2 separate regions of the Sus scrofa genome follow, and region 2 is linked to region 1. Evidence: chromatin contacts called from public Hi-C data. All regions are on one chromosome and are shown on one strand. Each heading gives the region's core, a stretch centred on a gene start, on an enhancer-like site or on the middle of the called end of the contact. The rest is flanking DNA. Distances are from core to core; before and after follow the strand shown.

Region 1 (3,126 bases), core at 162-2,661:
CCAGCCCAGAGTGCTTGGCTTTCCTCCAGGTGCCACCTCTACCCACCCCCACTATTCATTTGGCCCCGCCCACAAGCACAAACCCATTCCAGTTTCGCTCGTCAAGAACCAAGTTGGAACTATGACCACGCCCACAAGCATACGCCCCGCCCTCTCTGAATGAGGCCCCGCCCCTGTAACTGAAGCCCCGCCCCCAGCCTAGGGCCTAGCCGGCATTCCCGGGCCCAAGTTCTACTGGCACCGGCCCCGCCCTCAAGCTTTGAACCAGTCACCACCTTCCGGGCTTATTTCGTCCCACCTAGCAACCTAGGCCCCGCCCCACCTGCCCTCCGGGCAGGCTCTCTTCAGACCTGTCGGGCTTATAGCCCCTCTGCCGAGATCCGCCCCCTTCCGGAGGCCACGACCATAGAGAGGGCCCCTTGGCCAGAGAGACGACGGCCAACAAGACCTGGGGGCTAGAACGCCCCAGCAAGGACGGCCGCTGTCTCCATGACAACTAAATTTCTCCAGCTACCAGCTTCCCTTCCCTACCTCCCCATCCCTCCCTGCGTGGAGTTTAGGAAACCCGTGAGTGCCTCAGCCGAGAGGTATAGCTCCCAGGCGCCCCCGGCCCAAGCCCTAATGGCAACCAGGATCCCTACCCCTGCGGACTAGAAACGCCCAATTCACACTCAGGGCCTGCCTGTACTGGATTCTTGTTCTAAATGCAATTCCCAAAGCCTCTTCGGTTTTAAACACACTTTCCCGGAGTTCCTGTTGTGGCACGGCGGAACGAATCCGACAAGGAACCATGAGGTTGCGGATTCGATCCCTGGTTAAGGATCCCGCGTTGCCGTGAGCTGTGGCGGCTCAGATCCCGCGTTGCTGGGGCTGTGGTGTAGGCCGGCAGCTGTAGCTCCAGTTGGCCCCCTAGCCTGGGAACCTCAATATGCCGCCAGTGCAGCCCTGAAAAGCCCGCGCGGGGGGGGGGGGGGGGACGGGACCACATTCCAGGGATCTGGAACCCACAGCCTAGGCAAGAAGATCCAATCCCCATCTCACTCTTAAAGCTATATTCCAAGAACCCAGCTAAATTCCAAATCTATATCCCCACATCTTGTCAATTAAGTCTCAATGTTATCACTCCAGCACCCCAAGGAGAACAAAATCCACACACTAGGTCCCCACCCTTCCACAGAGTCCTAGGGTCCTAAACGCTCACCTAGAGACCCTAAAGCCCTCCCCCTGATCAGGCGAAGGCACGTGCTGGCCAGGCTACCCACCACCGTATTCCCTGGCTGACCTGGAGCTGCTCACTGACCTTCAGTCTTTGTTCTGTCGCCAGCTCCCAGAAGTTCAGGCAGTAGGCAGGCTGGGACAGTGAGGCTAAGACAGAGGTCCCTACACCTTCCGGGCTTCTGTTTGTGCAGACTCCTGGGGACTGCTCTGTGTTGTGCCCATGTGGGCCTCTGCCTTGGATCCCTCTCTCCAAGCTCCCTCTCTTCTGCACCCCTGCCCACCCCACCCTTGCTCGTTTTCTGCCCTGTTTGGCTGACCTTCTCAGCATTCTCCTTGGGAGGCAGCCAGGGCCTGCTTCCGGCACCATTTGGAGGACAGAACTGGGCAGGCGCTCACCCCCCTCTTCCCCAAGCTGCCATCAGTCCCTTCAGGCTGCCTAGGGTGGATGGAATGGGGATGAAGAGGCAGATGAGAGGTCTGGCACTGGTCCCCCTACTTTCTCAGCCAGGTGTCAGTGAAGTCAGCAATGCTCAGTAACCCCAGCCGCACTCTTATCCTGCCAGGTAGTGCTATTGTGATCACCCTATTTTACAGGTAAAGAAACTAAGGCCTTTTCTTGCTAGCTGGAGTTGAGATTCATTCGTTCACAAATGTGGGCAGAGGGGTTCCCTGGTGGCCTAGTGCTTAAGAATTTGGCACTGTCACTGCTATGGCTCGGGTTCTATGCACAACCAAAAAAAAAAGACAAATGTGAGGAGTTCCCACTGTGGCATGGTGGGTTAAGAATCTGACTTCAGGGCTCGGGTAACTGCAGAGGCACAGAATCAATCCTCAGCCTGGCACAGTGGTTTGAAGGATCTGGCATTGCTGCAGCTGCTGCATAAGTCAAAGCTGCAGCTGGGGTTCCATTCCTGGCCCGGGAAGCTCCATAGGCCAGGGGTGTGGCCATAAAACAAAACAAAACAAAACAAGAGTTCCCGCGGTCGTGGCGCAGCAGAGGCAAATCCGACTAGGAACCATGAGGTTGCAGGTTCGATCCCTGGCCTCGCTCAGTGGGTTAAGGATCTGGCATTGCCGTGAGCTGTGGTGTAGGTTGTAGATGCAGCTCGGATCCCTAGTTGCTGTGGCTCTGGCAGAGGCCGGTGGCAACAGCTCCAATTGGATCCCTAGCCTGGGAACCTCCATATGCCACGGGTGTGGCCCTAAAAAGACAAAAAAACAAAAAACAAAAAACAAAAAAAACCAACAACCACAACAAAAACAAATGTGGGCAGAGAACTTGCTCCCCTTTCTCCACTCCCTCCCCCTCCTCCTCTCCTTTCAGTCTTCCTTAAACTTCTCCTGCCTCTTCTTCATCTTGCCCTGATTCCCTCTGTTCCCCCAGTTTCCTCCCGCTCTCCTTGTGCCTCCCATTCTCCTTCCCCTCTTCAAGTTTCTCCCTCCCTTCCCTGCTTTGCTTTCCTCCACTTCCCCACCTTGCTCTTCCTCTCTCTATTCCCTCCCCTCCTCCACCCAGTCCTCCTTCCCCTCTCCCCTCCCGTCCCTCCTCCCCACCAGTCCCCTTCCCCTTCTCTGCCTTCTCTTCCTGGCTTCCCTCCTTCCCCCTTTTTCTTCCTCTGTCTTCTCCTCCCCTTCTCCCTACTCCCCCTTTCTTCCCTCTCCTCCTCCCTCCATCTTACTAAGCAAACTGAGCCCTGACTAAACAGTGCTCATCACAGTCTCTTCCAACTCTCCCCACACCTCCTGGAGATATACTGCTGGGTCCTCAGCCAGTAATCCCCAAATCTAAAAGGCTCTACACGTGGTTCAGCAACTAACGAACCTGACTAGGATCCCTGGGGATACAGGTTCGATCCCTGGCCTTGCTCAGTGGGTTAAGGATCTGGCGTTGCCATGAGAAGTGGTGTA
Region 2 (3,126 bases), core at 459-2,958, 40 kb after region 1:
GTCTGTTTCTGTATGGCTCACCAGCTACGCATGGCTTTTACTTCTTTTTTTTTTTTTTCTTTTTAGGGCTACACCTGCGGCATATGGAGGTTCCCAGGCTAGGGGTCCAATCGGAGCTATAGCCGCCAGCCTACGCCAGAGCCACAGCAATGCAGGATCTGAGCCGCGTCTGCAACTTACACCACAGCTCACGGCAATGCCGGATCCTTAACCCACTGAGCAAGGCCAGGGATTGAACCCGCAACCTCATGGCTCCTAGACGGATTCGTTAACCACTGCACCATGACGGGAACTCCACGGCTTTTACATTTTTAAAGGGATATATATGCAACAGACACCATCTAATTTAATATATCTACTTTCTGCCCTTTTACAGACAAAGTCTGCCAAGTCCTGCACCAACAGATATATATGCTGAGAGTCAAATATAAAAGACAATACATGGAAAAGGCACAGGAGGCAGGGAGAGCCTGATGGTTAGAAAACAGAGTGGTCAGCATTGTCAGGAAAGCACCAGGGCAACTGGAGCCTGTGTGTAAGAACCTGGAAATGTAAAACAGAACTGCGCAAGATTCAGCCTGGCTACAACCTAAGAAGAAGGTGTATTAGTAACATTAAATAAAACAGGTCGCAATGACCGAACACTTACTCTAGAACAGAGGCTTCCAATCGAACATTTTTACGCAGGGCGGGGCACATTTTCCCCGTACAGGATCAGAACTCTAAGTCCTCAGCCAACACTGTCATTACCAAGTGCTGTCGAGGGGGTGGCCAAGGCTCAAAACTCACGCGCCTATGGTCTCTCCATTCCCTCCCCGCTCTTTCCCGCAGAGACTCGAATGTGCCCTTCACCTCCAACCCCGCCCCACCCCACCCCCGCCTTCGACAGGACTCACTGGAGTCTACGGGGTCGCAGACAGGGGAGAATCCCGGCGGGAGAGGGCTCTTGTCCACCAGGATCTGGATATCGACCACCACGTTCTCCTGTGGATTCTGGGATGGGATGGGGTGGGGGGACGCGGTGGGGAACACAGCAAGAGTGACCGGCACGCCTCGGGCAGCACCCCGCGAATGGACAGGGGGAGTGGAAGGACCCCAGGGATTCCGAAGGTGGGCGCCCCTTACCTCTAGGCTGCCCAAAGGATTGAGACATAGGAAGTAGCCGGATTTCTGCGCGAAGGTCTTGCCGAAGCTGGCGGGAGCTCCCTCCACGGTGCAGGAGATCTATGGCACGGACGCGGGTCAGCGCCAGCCAGGCTCTTACCTGGCCGCAGCCACCTCTGCCCCCATTCAACCCCTCGCCCCTAGTGCCACCGCCTCTCCCTACACTTCCCCGGTTCCCCGACGTCGCTTACCGCACTGAATCCCCTTGGCGGAGGCGCCGAGGCCGACGACCAGGCCAGGCCAGCCAACGGGGCCGCGTCGGTCCCGGGCCCCGGATCCATCCTCCGAACCAAGATCCAAAGGCGATGGACCGCCTTGGACCTCCCAGCCGCGGCCGGACGGCGGAGTTTGGCCACGAAACTGAACTACAACTCCCAGATAGCCTTGCGAGGTCGGGAGTCCAGGAGGCGTCGTTTGCGCGTTCCGGGAAAGCTGTCGGCCAACTGCGTGCGTCCCCCAGGTGTGCCAGTGAGCGACGTTTGCGGAAAATTGTCTCCTTTTTTTTCCCCCTCACGCCCATCAACTTCCGCCGGAAATGTCTCGCTAGCAGCAAACCGGAACTACGTTCCCCAGAATCCTTTGCAGTGTCAACCTCTCTTCCAAAGTTGACGTCAGTATTCCCCAGAATTTGAGAGTGAGCTGTGAAAAACTCACAATTCCAGAAGTCACCCCAAAGAAGACTTTCATGAGTTATGCAACGGTTAGTTTAAATAAAAATACCGACCAACTTGAGCCTTGAAATCTTGGTGTAACTTGAGAACTTGTTCACATACACATTTTTTAAAATGAGACAAGAAAGTGCTCAGTATGGAGACAAACTTTTACACCCCTCAGAAGTAAAATATGGAAAATTAGGGAACAGAAGGTTTACTCCTGTGTAGTTTCCAGTTTTCTGCAATGTCATAGGTTAGCCCACTGCCTGTTTTTTGTACCACCTGTTAGCAAGGAATGGTGGGGGTTTTTTGTGTGTGTGGTGCTTTTAGGGCCGCACCCAAGGCATATGGAGGTTCCCAGGCTAGGGGTCAAACCTGAGCTGTAGCCGCTGGCCTACACCACAGCTACAGCCACGACATATCCAAGCCGGGTCTGTCGCCTATACCACAGCTCACGGCAATGGCGGTATCCTTAACCCACTGAGCGAGGCCAAGGATGGAACCTGCGTCCTCATGGATACTAGTCAGAGTATCTGCTGAGCCACAAGGGGAACCACTGAGTGAGGCCAGGGATCAAACCCACAACCTCATGGTTCCTAGTCGGATTCGTTAACCACTGAGCCACAACGAGAACTCCATTTTTTTTTTTTTTTTTCTTTTAGGGTTAGACTTTATTTTGTTACCAATATTCTGTTTTTATTTCTGGGGATTTTTTTTTTTTTAAGGATCTACCATTGCGGTGAGCTGTGGTGTAGGTCGCAGATGCGGCTCGGATCCCATGTTGCTGTGGCTCTGGCATAGGCCAGCAGCTACAGCTTCGATTCGACCCCCAGCCTGGGAACCTCCATATGCCGTGGGAGCAGCCCAAGAAATGGCAAAAAGACAAAAAAAAAAAAAAAAAAGAAGAAGAAGAAGATAAGAATACTTTTGCACCAAGTGCCCTGTGATCTGAAGCACTGATTTATTGAGTCCCTGAGGCTAGGAATCAATCAGGGCATTCCTTTGTGTCCGAATGTGCTTTAATAAAGATATTATAGGGGAGTTCCTGCTGTGGTGCAAAGAGATCAGGGGCATCTCTGGAGCCCTGTGCCCAGCGGGTTGAGGATCCAGCATTCCCCCAGTTGCGACTTAAGTTACAACTGTGGCTTGGATGTGATCCCTGGCCCCAGGAATGCCATATGCTGTGGGGTGGCCAAAAAAGAAAAGAAAAAGAAAAAAGATGCTACATGAGAGCTCCCTGGTGGTTCAGTGGGTTAAGGATCCAGTTTTGTCACTGCTGTGGCACAGGTTCAATCCCTGGCCCGAAAAG

What was found. A called contact is a pair of places that touch in the nucleus more often than the background predicts.
Region 2: a Hi-C map of liver shows a contact between it and region 1, with 8 times the contacts expected there. The contact joins the promoter of MVB12A here to the promoter of SLC27A1 in region 1. A contact is called at or near these places in 2 of 47 Hi-C or Micro-C datasets (heart right ventricle and liver) and 1 of 2 datasets of contacts at active chromatin or transcription factors (alveolar macrophages).

The regions. Positions count from the first base shown.
Region 1 is chr2:60,234,177-60,237,302 of Sscrofa11.1, forward strand. It overlaps SLC27A1 (solute carrier family 27 member 1), which reads right to left and starts at 1,412. Exons shown (of 13, transcript NM_001083931.1): 1 at 1,301-1,412.
Region 2 is chr2:60,274,264-60,277,389 of Sscrofa11.1, forward strand. MVB12A (multivesicular body subunit 12A) reads right to left here and starts at 1,709. Exons shown (of 10, transcript XM_021083558.1): 1 at 1,356-1,709; 2 at 1,126-1,224; 3 at 897-993. The coding sequence starts at 1,153.